3 separate regions of the Zea mays genome follow, and all the other regions are linked to region 1. Evidence: chromatin contacts called from public Hi-C data. All regions are on one chromosome and are shown on one strand. The core of a region is the stretch at or near the end of the contact, and the rest is flanking DNA. Distances in the headings are between cores, read along the strand shown.

Region 1 (4,559 bases), core at 1,256-3,755:
CACCAATCAGGCGGTATATAGCTCCTCACGTGCACGGTGCACCTCCGTCGTGGTCGCCCCCTACGGGTCGTGGGGCGAGCCAGGCTCGCTTGCCTACGCCGCGCTGGTGCCGCTCTTGTGTTCCCTCCGCGGGTTCGAGCGCGCAGCGGCGCCCGCGGACAGGAGGAGGGTGAAGGTGGCGGTCTGGGCGCTCTCCACTGTTCACCGTGGTGTTCGCGGCAAGGGTGCCCCTGCTGATGTCGCTCTAGTCGACGTCGTGATCTGGGCGCTGGCGACCGCCATGACCGGCGATGTTGGTGACTTGTTTTCAATTGCTGCATGGAATTAAAAATAAGACAATATGATGTTAAAAAGTATAGGCCTTCGTCCTTGAAGTGTTATCTCTTCGGAATAACAACTCAATGACAAAGGTTGCGTATAATCGAATGGAATACACGAAGTATGATAAAAAATATGAGAACTCATCTCATGTGCCTTAATATTTTATTTCTCTTCTCATACAAGTTTACAATCATATCTTCAGCTTCTTGATGAAAGCTAGCACGAAGGTGTTCGGAGGCTAAACTATACGAAGCTGTAGCACCTGCTAAAGGTACTTTATGCGGGATACTGTTCATTTATTTATAGGGGAGACGAAATGACCTAATACAGGATTACAATTGTGCCTTTTACTGTTTACAAATTCCATTAGGGCAGTAGCGTATTTTCTTCATCTTCGGTTGCACGGGTTCAAGCCTCTGTCGCCTTCTCCTTTGGCTTGCACCTAAAGCCTCTCTGCTGCCGCCGAAGCCAAGGGCGTGTCAAGGGGTGGGGCAATGGGGGCGATGGCCGCACCTCAATTTTTGTAATCTTTTATACCTGGTTTAGATATACAATAAAATAATCATTTTTATATAGTAAGTTGGATCAAATTTAATAAAAACTAGGCTTTGATCTATTTTTTCTCGATGCTCCACCGCTCAGCCCACTCCGCAATTGAACTGTTTGATTCCTTCCTCTAGCGCTAGCTCACTCACGGTTCGCTCGCTCCTTTGGTCATCAAATGATCAGTTGGGTGACCTAACTTGCCCGCTACCAGCGTCACCTTACCTCCTCGTCACTTGTCAGCTTGTCGTCTCATGCTTTGTCTGGGTACTCTAGTATTCACCCCAATCCACATGTATTGAGGTGTATTTGAGTGTAAGTTAAACTAATTTACACACCAATCCACCTCAATACATGTGGAATGAGATGAATACTAGAGTACCCAAATAAAGCCTCATCAGGATCTTGCGTTGCACGCAGTGCCGCTACCTTGCCTCGTAGTTCGCACCCTTAGATGGGTAGGTTATCGGTAGGATTTTGCCTTGGCACCATGACACCACCTGTGCTCAATATCTCATTGGGTCTCATTGTGTCGTTGCAACGCGGCAATGGCTACCGCCGCCATGTACCACCGCATTGCCTGCCCTCGCTAACCCCCGCTTGCCCTCACTAGCCCTCGCCTATTGTCACCTCACCGTTACCGTTTCACGTTGGACTCACTGACGCGGGACACACCACACTGATGCGCCGAAGCAGTCGCTCTGCCCCAGCACACCGCCACCGTTGACATGCCTCTTTACCCTCTCCAACTCCCATTTAGGATGACCAAAAAGGTTTTTTTATATTCATGTCATTTTAAAACACTTTTTGTATTATCACTGAACCACCGTAAATATTATTATTATGAAACTATTTTTATCTAATAGTCTAATCTAGTGATTTGCATCTTACTATATGGCCTCACCTACAGTTTTGTCCGGCGTCTGCCACTGGCCAAAGCTATTGGCTTTGGCTAATATTCTTTCACTCGCACGAATGTGCGAAGCTTCACTGCACGCCTTCCCGTCAGAAGATTTGTTTCATCCATCAATAGAGATATTCCTAAAACGAGTGATCTTCGGCATAGAAGACTTCCAACAGGTAGGGGCTTGTGGGCGCTCTTTATTAGCAACTGACGGCGGCTACGCCCTGAATCTGAATCCATGCATGCATCGAGCAGGGGGGCTTTTTGTTGGCTCATGCTCATGCTGACAAGTTGTCACGGTGTCATTGTGCGGCAGTAAGGCTCGGTCGATCGAGGGATTTTACCGGGAGACGACGACACTTAGGTAGTGTTTAGATGGATGGATGAGGAAGAATGAAGAGAGATAGAGTGGAATCATTCTAAGTTGATATATATTTGGTTTGGAGGTCCAGAGTTAGGGTCAAGAAATATTCATCCAAAATAGTGGATGAGGTCATCCCTCAAAAAATAAGGGACAGGGTCAATCCAGGGTTGATCCTGTCCCATCCTTCATTGACACCGAACCAAACACATCGTTAGCAACCCAAATCTATGGACACTGCCATGCCATTCACCACCGTACCCACTACCCACAACTGAGCAGAAACTACGGAATTTTACGCGGAAACACCGTGCTCCGCAAGCCTCGCATTTGCCACACAACGCGTACAGGAAATAGCGAGCAAGCAACGTCGTGGTAGTTGTAGGCGGCGGAGCACGGGCGGTTGTCGCTTGCTGTTGGATCCCATCACATGCGGCCGCCACCGGTATCAATTCTTTTGTCGTTTTAATTGTTTCTTCTGCAATACTCGAACCTATTCTCTCGTCTCATGTCTGTTACGTAACTGTCTTCGGGCCTCCAAATCGGACAGAGACTACTGCAGTGTAGGGAGATGTTTCGCATTCTCTAAAACCTTTTCTCACATGCATGTCTCAGTGCCTCGTCGTATACGTGTACAAACGGGCCGTCCAGCCCGATCTGGAACTGGTGAGCACAGAAAAAACTAGCCAAAAAACGGGCTAAATGGATCTAGCATTAAACAGACCGGGATGGACGAGCACGGATGATTCATTTTTTTCTGTCCGAACTTGACTCGCTTATTTTTGCGCTCGGGCCCGTATAAAGTGGGCCAGGTCAGACTCTTACATGACCACAAAAACGGGCTTCAGGCTACACTTTGGGTTTTTGTGTTTCATGTACATCTATACCTCGTCGTATATGAGTGTGATCTACGTACTCTTTTTTTTTTGAACCACTAGCATTGTCAGCTTTCCTTTTTGTTCATTTCGAGTTGTTAGTATGATATATATCCAGTGATCCTGCTGGGTTGGTGGGTGGTCGCTGTCGGTTGGCGATCTGGTAGGAGGCCTGTGCAGTGCACCTGGCGTTCGGGGCGCTTGCCGCTTGTTGAGCACCAGCGAAAGTACTCACTGACTGATGACTGTCTAGCTAGTGCAGCGAAGAGATGTCCTTTGGCTAAAATCCCCAACTCGGTCCTGTTCAAACGGATCCGCATGTGCGAAACAGAGACGGGGATGTTCAAAGTGGTCACACTGAAAATTCGTGGGGTCTGGCCTTCCGGGCTGGGGAAGTGAATGACGCCATGTGCGGCGACGCAACAGGTAGCTCCTGCTACGTTGCTGACAGTCTGAGGTCCCGCGCAGGCACAATCTATGGAACAGAAGTGACAAAATTCCAAGACCTCATTCTCGTTGTCAGTGTCGAAAATGGTTAAAAAATAGGTAGAGGAAAACAAAACATCATCGTGGCTACTTTAAAAGATGCAAGTTGCTTGACAAATTGAGGTTGAATGCGAAGCCGCGTTATCTTGGTCCCGCGACGCGACGAGAACTAGTCCGTGTCCGTGCAGACTGTGATCGATGGCCTTGTGTTCTAGTCACCCGTACTAAAAAAAAACTCCGCTCATAAAGCCCCAATATCCTCAAGACTTTCTCTGTCAGCCATCACAATGTGGCCATATTTGTCACTGTTGGCGTCTATTTGGTCCACGGCTCTGGGCGGGCTGGACGGTGTGCGACCTGTCAGCAGAAGAGGTTTCTTTCTGCGTGCTGTTTGGACGGTCCATGTTATGATGTGAACGGTTCGCGACGACGCAGAGTCATCTTCTTCTCCTCGTAGGACCAAGATCATGTCTCCTATGGAGAGAAGGGGTGCTCCGAGTCAACAGGTCACCTGGGACGTCCCCAGACGGCGTAGACTGCCTAGAAATTAAGAGATCAATTCGAGAAATAGATCCTGAGTGAAGTAGACGAAGTAGATCTTGCCCCTCAGGAGGAATAAGATCATAGGATCATCTTGGGGTTAGCAGGCCACACAAGATGGATCTAGACAACGTAGAATCGAATAGGGGTGAAGGTGGATATGCGGAACACTACAACTAAAGTTATATTACATCTACTTCTAGGGTAGGAAAGGTAAATAAAGTAGATAGGTTCGATTGGAATGTGTTCGGGGTTCTCAATCACTTGTACCCCTTTATATTTATAGGGGATGGGGTCTGAACCTGTTTCTAGGCGAAAACCAATAGATCCCACGTGATTAGATGGATAACCACGTATAAGATAAGGATAATCATCCGAGTTAATATGATCGCAGGGCGCGCGGTCTGTCCGCTAGTTTTGGTGCTCAACAACCACGATGACAATATGCGAACACAAGGTTGACTTGTCCCTTGTAGTTCGGGTTGAAGATGAGTGATTGTCAACGGGTAGCACTCTAGGTTCTAGTCAC
Region 2 (4,559 bases), core at 651-3,150, 170 kb after region 1:
AAGTATATTATATATTAGACGATATCACAATAAAATTTAACAATATATATATATATTTTAAATAAGACAAACAGTCAAACTTAAAGTAAAAAAAGTCAAACGAATTATAATTTTGGAACAGAGAGAGTATATGTTTTTTTTGTGGTTTACAAATGTTTTTGGAGTTGCTTACGCCTTTACTGATATCTAGGCAGGTCACGGCATCACTGGCATGCGAACCTGCTGTAGAAGTCAGTTAGACAATCTCCCGTAAATTCTATCTCACTCCCTATTTTAACTTTATTATACAAACAATAATATAATCTCATTTCCTATTTTAACTTTATTATACAAACAATAATATAATATAATATAATACAATATAATATAATATACAGTGTAGAACAATACTTTTTTATTACGTCATGCCGAGGCAATATATCTCGACGCCATAGCGAGATACCAGATACGCTGAACTCTTTATAATACGTTGGCCTCTACCTGACCTAGCTCGGCGCCATTGACCACGGACGCGCAGAGCTGCATGACTCGATCCAGCGGCGAGAATGTCGGATTTGAAAACTGCGCGGCCCCACCACGTATCATCGGATGCAACTGCCTGCATGCCTAGCGGTCACATCCTTCATGTTTTTTGGTTGGTAAAAAATGATGGACGTTGATGGCAGCACTGTGATCCCATCGCATGCATAGCACGTCACAGTGATTTATTCCAGTACGAGCAGTTGACCAAGCAAAAAAACGCGTCCATCATTTGCAAAAAAAAAAAAAAACGTGTCCATCATTTCAGGTGAAAGTCTGAACTAATCCACAGTTTGCTCCAACAAATTTACCACTGCAAAAGTGCAAACAAGTAATTCGACTGGATTACTGGAACGTGGACGTGCCCCATCAGAAAAACAAAGTCAACATCCACGTAACCTTTTCGTTTGGCTGCCTTCTTGTCAGTTCCAGATCCGATGAACAAAAATTTTGCAATCAGAGAAGAGATTTTTCATATCATCAGCTATTATATTCCCAACATACGTACTTGTTATTCAGTGGTATATTTCCAACATGTCTTATTATACCCCTCTTATCAACTTTAATGCAAATTAAATTAGGATCAACTGTTTTTACCAAGCAATTTGCTTCGTACGGAAATAAATCACGGTGATGTGCTATGGATGCGGTGGGACTAGAGTTGCTGCCATCAACGTCCATTATTTTTGACAAAGAAAAGAACTCATGCATGAAGGATGAGACCGCGCTAGAGACATGCAAGTTGGATGCGGCATCAATTCTCGCCGCCGGAAGCGTTGCAATCGTCAGCCGTGAGCTCGGCGCCGTGATCTATGACGCCAAGCTAAGCATAGACGCCATCGTAGCATGAGTAGTCCAGTGTGTATCTATTACCTCGACATTATAAGTCATGACGCCGAGACATATTATATTGTCGTCATGATTTATAGCGCCCAGCAAAAGGCCTAAAAACGACATTAAATCGTCAAAGGTCTAAACATGAATTTGTTTCAAAAAAAGACCAACTACAAAAAAAAAATTAGGCATATTTGCGTTAATGAAGGATTCCCAAATCCTCTATAGCTTACGTCAGCTGACGGCAACAATTAGTATTTGAAATTTTGTTACATGGTTACGGTCGTAATAATCTGGCGGCGTGCAGGCACATGCAAGTGTCTTGATGCTTTTCGCGTGTGGAACCAAATTGTGAGCTGTACCGGCTTCCCAAGATTTCTACGTGCTACTTTAGTTGATATGCAGGGTCGTCAGTTTTTTTAGCTTTCTACCAAAAAAATCAGCACCATTCAACTACTCCCCCCCCCCCCCCCCCGACCTGCAAAATAACATCTGAGAAAAATAATATCGACTGACGAGGGAGGGCTAGCTGATATGCATCTAGGCTGAACCTGGGCCTCCATGCATAGTACCGATATAGGCCTAAAGCCACCGGCCCATTCTAAGTATAGTATTGACCGAATATCCTTTTTGGAAAAAAATAAAATACTGAACAAACAGTTCTACTTCTGGGAGGTTGAGAGTACCATTGGTCGCCAGGAGAAGGACGATGACAACTCATGTATTCAGAAGATTATCCATCGTTGGCCTTTCCTTTAAAATGTACTAACACCTTTTGTAGCGAGCTGTCAGATTTTTCCATTTCAGTGATCCTGTTTGATGGCTCTCCAGAAGGAACTGCGGTCTTGCTGGGACAACCGAGTTGCTCGGCTCGGAACAAACCAGACAACTAGATTTGCCCCCCAAAATTAGGAAAAAAAAAGTACTAGCTTTCTCACAGGGAAAGGAACGCTCAAGAAAGGGAGACCAGGGGGGGCAAACCTGCTCGTGCCACGGCACGAGTGGAAGCAGCAGAGCTCCGCTTGAGGCCAACATGGTGTGCAGTCTCCTTCGACGAGCATTTGCGACCAAGAGGCCGGGGCTACCTAGATCTGGAAGCTCTGCTCATTTGAGACGGAGCACGTTGACTTGCAAGTCTCCCCCCTCCATCTCGCCATCTAATAACCAGGAGGGGCCGCGTAGATGTGGATGCTCTGCTCATTTGAGCCGGACCACGTTGACTTGCAAGTTTCCCGCTCTATCTTGTCACCAAAATTAATTTAAGTTACACATCAATCAACCTCAATACATATGATTTGAGCTTAATACTAGAATACTAAAACTAGGTCTTAACAAGTGAACCAAACACCATCATTCCTCGCAGTGGCTGAGGACGGAAAAAAATTAGATATGACTCTACGCCGTATAGTATTTAGCATACAATCAATCAAATTGTTGAACAAAAACGCACAACATATACTAAATCGCTGATGCACATTCGTACGTGTAATTTATGCGCAAAAGCACAGTTAACTACACTATACACAGATCTAAGCAGCGGGACAATTAAAAAATAATGATCTATACTATTTCCAAAAAAAGTATCTTTTTTTTTGCCATTCCTAAGTTTCCGTAAGTGAGAACACTATTGTTCATAGAAAACCACCAGAACACTTCAACATTGAGTAGTTTCTACACACTTATAGAAAGGGACTAATATAATCCTAAAACAGGTGTACAGATATATTGCCATTGGTAGCAAAAGCAATCAAAATTTTGATGATATGCATACATACCAGAGCATTATTGCACCATCTATCAATCTAACACAGGCGTGCAGTGCAATAGGATCCAAATCCTCCAAAGGGCACGACGTCCTGTCACTCTGGCCGTACATGGTCTGCTCATGGGGCAGATGGTCGGCAGGCACCGGGAGCCAAGGGGCAGGGCCGCAGGGGGGGCTGGCCGGACGAGCCAACTGCAAGGGGCGGCGGTCAGCGGCTGTTGGGGCGGCTGAGGGCTAGGGCCTAGGGCGGGGCGTTGGGGTGGCAGGACGAAGAGAGCCGAGGGCTGCGCCGACGTGGGTGTCTGGATGAGTGGATGAGCTGGACATAGGCGGGGAGAGGAGAAATGAACCGTAGAATTGATGTGTATTTCTCAAACTTAGGTATGGCCTAAGTTATACTTGAAAGGGAAATGAGGCCTTGAGTCATTTCTATAAGTATTTTGGTGATTAGATGCCCAACGCATACTGTTTGAGTTCTTATGTGCTAAATGTGTGAGAAGTGCAAATCAAAGAACAAGGTGTGTTTCTAGACTTAGCAAATTGTTTTTGAATACTAACATGTTTATCTAAGTGCTAGAAACAGTGCCAAGAAAATAAGAAAGAAGATGGAGAAGAGTTGGCTCTGTACAGCCAAAACCAGCTCGAGCCTGGTGCACCGGACAGTGTCCGGTGCCCCAGGCTGCTCGACGGTGAACTGGCTGCTCTCGGGAATCGAACGTGCGACGTGGCTAAAATTCACCGGACTATCCGGTGGTGCACCGGACTATCTGGTGAGTGTTCAGCGCCCGCACCCAATGTCTTCAGCGATGAACTCGTCGCTCTCGGGAATTCACCGAGGACGCCGCAGCTATAATTCACCGGACTGTCCGGTGGTGCACCGGACTGTCCGGTGAGTCAGAGCCGCCCGAGCCAACGGTCGGTAGCGAAATCAGCGGGCAACACGTGGCCCGAGCCAACGGTCGGTTAGGCACACCGGACTGTCCGGTGCGCCAATGGGATCGCCGGCTCAACGGTCGGATGCGCCCGGAAAGGAAAGAAATCGCGCACCGGACTGCTACAGTAGTTGCCCGGTGGTGCACCGGACTGTCTGGTGCACCACTCGACAGAAGGCAGGAATTGCCTTCCAATTTGGTCTCCAACGGCTCCTAGCTGCCTTGGGGCTATAAAAGGGACCCCCTAGGCGCATGGAGCACAACACCAAGCCTTATCTAAGCATTCTAAGACTCCCAGACTCCGCCCCCATGCATTTGATCGATTTGAGTTACACACTATCTGTTAAGGATTTGAGCTCCATTTGAGTTACACACTATCTGTGTTGTGTTTCGAGCTCAAGTCTTGGCTTGTGTGCGTGGGTGTGCTGCGGATTTGGGTCTTGCGTGTGTTGCTCTCCCATCCTTACTCTTGTGCTTTCTTTGTGATCTATATTGTAAGAGCGAGAGGC
Region 3 (4,559 bases), core at 1,457-3,956, 150 kb before region 1:
AGGTGGTGATGGATTAACTAGGTGGTGATGGATTAACTTATTTCATTCCACAAACCAAACAAAAAAAGTGAGGAGCGAGAAGATGATGGATTAACTTATTTATCAAACCAAACAGTCCATTAACTTTAGCATAACAGGTAAGTTGAACTCTCAATCACAACAGAAGCAACAAAAGTTCTAACACTGTTCTACATGTTTTACTTCCCATAATGAAGCAAACAATAGGAACCATACAAAATGCAAGTTTGGCAAAATCAAATGTTTTCTGACGCAACTTGTGTTATTATTAATTCCATAATTACTACCTCACCCAGCCCTTCGACGATCATCTTTGGTTCCTCTAGTCTGCGCCCCCCCCCCAAAATATATATATATATATATATATATATATATATATATATATATATATATATATATATATATATATATATATATATATATATATATATATATATATATGAACACCTACACTGTACCCAAATAATAAACGGTGGAACAGATTGAACTAAGAATCCAGAGGACCCGAATGCTACCACACCGAGTGGAGTACTGGAGTCTAAAAACTAAGGCAACCGTTCCCAGCGAGAGTCTAGTTCCAACCTGAAGCCAGTGAGACAGGTCTCACCTACCAAACCTGCCCAGAGGAGCACCTCTTTTCAATTCTTGCTGGATAAAATGAATTATGAGGCTTGTTGATATAAAAATGGGCGATAGTTTTCCATCAGTCCAGAACAGGCAGGCCCCCCATTGTCATATTCAACATCTGCTGGCCAACAGAAATGAAGGCAGCAGGTTATTTCACATGTATGCCTTGTGAAACTAATGAGGCCGAGATTCACAAAAAAAATCTAGAAGGTGTCCAAAATACAGCATCACTACACATAAATTTCAGTGATCAAAGAAAACAGGTGGATAAAATTACAATTAGGATTGATTTGGTGACAAGGGGATCACGGGTCACCAAATCAGCCCTTAGAGCTAATGAACTAATTTCTCCCCCAATCCCCTCCAACCCTGTGATCCCTGGTCACCAAATCAGCCCTTAGAGCTAGTTTATAACTCAAATCCCCTCCGGGATTGGAAGGGATTGAGGGGAAAATAATCCTAGAGAGGATTTGAATTTCAAAACTAGCCCTTATAGATTTAAGAAGCAGCAAGTTGAACAATATTAATAAAAAACAGTAGAAACATTCTACAACAACATCTACTGACGAGGCTTTGTGTGGTTACATTAACAAATTCTCAAATCAAAGTACTAATAAACATTCCATTGAATATACTTCAAACGTATGCTACAAAGAAGGACAGAGAAAAGCACATATAATTCAATTCGCATGACATACAAACAAACAATATATATTGGTATTCAAGGGAAAAATCACTTTATCGTTGTTCTAACAGATCACTATTTACTTCTATATCATAGGAACGTTTCAGCCTTTAACAATGAGTTTAAAACCAAGTTATTTAAACAACTACATCAATAGAACACAATTAAAACAAGCCAAGTTTCCTATAGAAACAAAGAAATGAATAGACCACACAGTGCTGACAACATGGAGGACAAGAATACGACAAATATGAAAGTGAAAAATGCTATAATCTGAAGTTGTTGTAATGCTACAGAGTAAACCCAATTTCAAGTAATAAAGAAAGAGTTCAGTAGAGGCTAACAGATATTGCCAATTCAGTACACTAAAAATGTACTAGTTGAATTGAAAATGCATAGCTAAAGTTTCATTGGATTGATAAGACTTCATCGACCGACCCAGATCATATTGGCTCTAGCTAACAGCCAAACATCTAGGCAGCATTGAACTGTATAGCAAATGAATGAAAATAAAAAGAAATTTAATCTGCACAGTACACAATGAACCTAACAGCAACACCAAATTTGAATTACATTTAAAAGCATGCAGCATAGATACAAATCCCTATGTCGCATGCACATATTCAAGATAACTAGCAGTCAAATAAAAAAATATGAGCATCTCATAGTAACTTATAAAGCGCAAGAATATAAATTATCATGTTCATCACACGCAGAACCAAACACTTCAGAATTTATACCATAACAGGCAAGTTCAAAACTTAACCGCCACAGATGCAACCAAAGATCTAAAAGAAGTTTAGCATAGTAGGACAACAACTACGAATAGCAGTGCGATCAAGAGGCAACCACCGCGAAGTCTAAACGCGGTCACGGCGGGGACCACCGTACTGCGGGCGGCCGTAGGCGGGGGCGTTGGAGACCTCAGCCTGGCGCTCAACGCCGGGCAGGTCGGCCATGCCGAGGGCAGCGAGCATCTCCATGGTCTCCTTGTCGACGCGGATCTCTTCGACCTCGAGCGCGGACTTCTCCGGCACGAAGTCCATGCGGCGCTCGCGCTCCTCCTCCTGCAGCTTGAGCGAGATGCCGCGGACTGGGCCGCGCTGGATGCGGCGCATCAGGTGGGTACTGAAGCCAGCCACCTTGTTGCGGAGGCGCTTCGAGGGCAGAATCGAGACCTCCTCGAGCACCTTCTTGTTGGTGTGGAAGTCGAGGGTCATGCGGGAGTAGTACTTCTCGATCACCTGCCTGGAGGTCTTCTTCACGGTCTTGGTGCGGACGCGACCCATGGTGGCTGCGGCGGCGGCGCGCTGGGGCAGGTGGCGGTGGCGGCGGCGGCGGCTGGGGTAGGCTTGGAGGAGAGAGAGTGGAGCTACTTATAGCAGAGGCGGTCGAGTTTGGGCTAGGGTTTCGCTATTTGTTGTGGATCTGAGCTATTCATTTGATATGGGCGGACAGATATAGATGGTGCGAGTGTTGGGCTTTGTTGCCTGGCCTGCTTGTGTCGGAGCTTTGGAATTCTTTTTGGCCCATCAGTTCATACCGGGTTATGTTTGGTTATTTCAATTCTATATATATCAGGGTTTTCGATTTGCTCTCGATCCATATGAATTGAGTGGGATTTGGTGAGTTTAAATCCCAAACAAGTCAAACTTTCTTAATTTTTTTCTAATCTCATACAATCCATGTATAATAGGAATAATCGAATAAGACCTAAATTGTAGTGTATTGGAATAAATAGGGATAGATTTTGACTTACTATGGATTTAAACCAACTCAATATTACGCAATCCATATGGATTAAGGGTGAAACGAATAAGCACCTTGTTCGGTTATTCCAATTTCATGTGGATTGGGGTGGATCGGAGGATTTTGACTTATTATAGATGGGTACAGGTTCACTGTTGATCTCAAGTTTGATCTTTAGATCACTTGAAAGGGGTTGAGTGTAACCCTTAACCAAAAGAGGTCACCACAACGTAGAGTAGGCATTGGCCGAACCACGGTAAAAATCGTTGTGTCACATTTTCCTTTCACTTATTACGATTACTATCTTCTTGGGTTCTCCACTCTCTTGCAATATTGATTCTAAGTTTAATACACATCTTAAAGAAGTAATCAAGAGAAGAGTTCTCTCTCCATCTATCTTCTCATCCTTTGCTAGATTGGAACTGATTTGGATAATCTGCCAAGAAAGTATGTCACCACTTTGCTAGATTCCCATCTAAGTGCATGGATGCTGCCCCATCGTAACCCATAGAGTTGTAGGAATGCTGAAAATGGCGAAGTAAATTGTGACACTTGTCGATCCAAGCAGCATCAAATGAAGGGAACGGCATCTTTGGAAGGATGTGGTGAGGTGAAGTGTCTTTCTTTGACTGTTCATGTGTTGATTTGTGGCGTGTATTGAAGAAGTTTCAGCCTTGTTGACGCTCTCGCCTTTTGCAAGCACATTGGTAAACGGTGCCTCCTCCTCAAAGACCACTGATGAGACAGACCAATACCAACAGATTTTGCTTCGCCCTCAAATTGCCTGAGTGCCAACTGTGACACTCCTTGTCCGATACGCTTGACCGGTTGAGCAATGAACTACCTGCTCTGCGAAGACGAACCTGTTGGAAAATATGCTCGCCACTGGATCCCATCACGCCGCCACCGTATCAATGCTTTTGTCGTTCTGTTCCTTCTGCAATATATTCGTTTCGGTGAGAGAGTGTAAGAGGTTTTACACTCACTAGAGGCTTGTTTGGGTTTAAGACTGACTCCAACAAGATACTTTAAAAGCTTCTGTACCATAATATAGAGGATCAAACGGTTCTCTACGCTCTCTAGCAGTGTCCTCTTAACGATCCTCTATCCATTTGAATAGGACGGGATGGGATGGGACGATCCCTCAAATTAGGTTGTTTGGTTCTGGGTCAAGGGTTGGGACAGTACTATCCTGTGTTGTCCCCTGTTGTCCCTCAAAATTGGAGGGACGAGAGAGGACGTCAGGGGACGATCCCGTCCTAGCTGTCCCACAACCAAACACACCCTAAATTTAGAGGACACTGCTGGATTCTCTATATATAGAGTTTTTCTAGACGACCCTCTATCCATTTGAATACTTAAAATAACTGGTTTAGCAAAACTAAAATATGTATAATACATTTGAGAGTATGATAAATACGTATGTACAAAAGTAAAAAATGTCTTTAATATAGATATTTACGTATATAGGACGTGATTT

The links. A called contact is a pair of places that touch in the nucleus more often than the background predicts.
Region 2: a Hi-C map of leaf shows a contact between it and region 1, with 2.9 times the contacts expected there. The contact joins two enhancer-like sites. A contact is called at or near these places in 2 of 25 Hi-C or Micro-C datasets (leaf and tassel).
Region 3: a contact with region 1 is called in a Hi-C map of leaf, with 3 times the contacts expected there. The contact joins the promoter of LOC100282953 here to the enhancer-like site in region 1. A contact is called at or near these places in 2 of 25 Hi-C or Micro-C datasets (leaf and tassel).

What each region holds. Positions count from the first base shown.
Region 1 is chr9:11,810,871-11,815,429 of Zm-B73-REFERENCE-NAM-5.0, forward strand. No RefSeq gene overlaps it. Among protein-coding and RNA genes, the nearest start is that of LOC103637928, 25 kb to the left of the region's middle. Within about 2 kb of position 2,506, at least 18 of the 20 cell types and tissues checked have an H3K27ac peak or open chromatin away from gene starts, as enhancers often do. A contact at or near this core is called in leaf and tassel, where this site is marked.
Region 2 is chr9:11,981,116-11,985,674 of Zm-B73-REFERENCE-NAM-5.0, forward strand. No RefSeq gene overlaps it. Among protein-coding and RNA genes, the nearest start is that of LOC103637933, 18 kb to the left of the region's middle. Within about 2 kb of position 1,901, at least 19 of the 20 cell types and tissues checked have an H3K27ac peak or open chromatin away from gene starts, as enhancers often do. A contact at or near this core is called in leaf and tassel, where this site is marked.
Region 3 is chr9:11,658,701-11,663,259 of Zm-B73-REFERENCE-NAM-5.0, forward strand. LOC100282953 (40S ribosomal protein S17-like) reads right to left here and starts at 2,707. Exons shown (of 1, transcript NM_001291552.2): 1 at 2,033-2,707. The coding sequence starts at 2,619. The coding sequence ends at 2,191.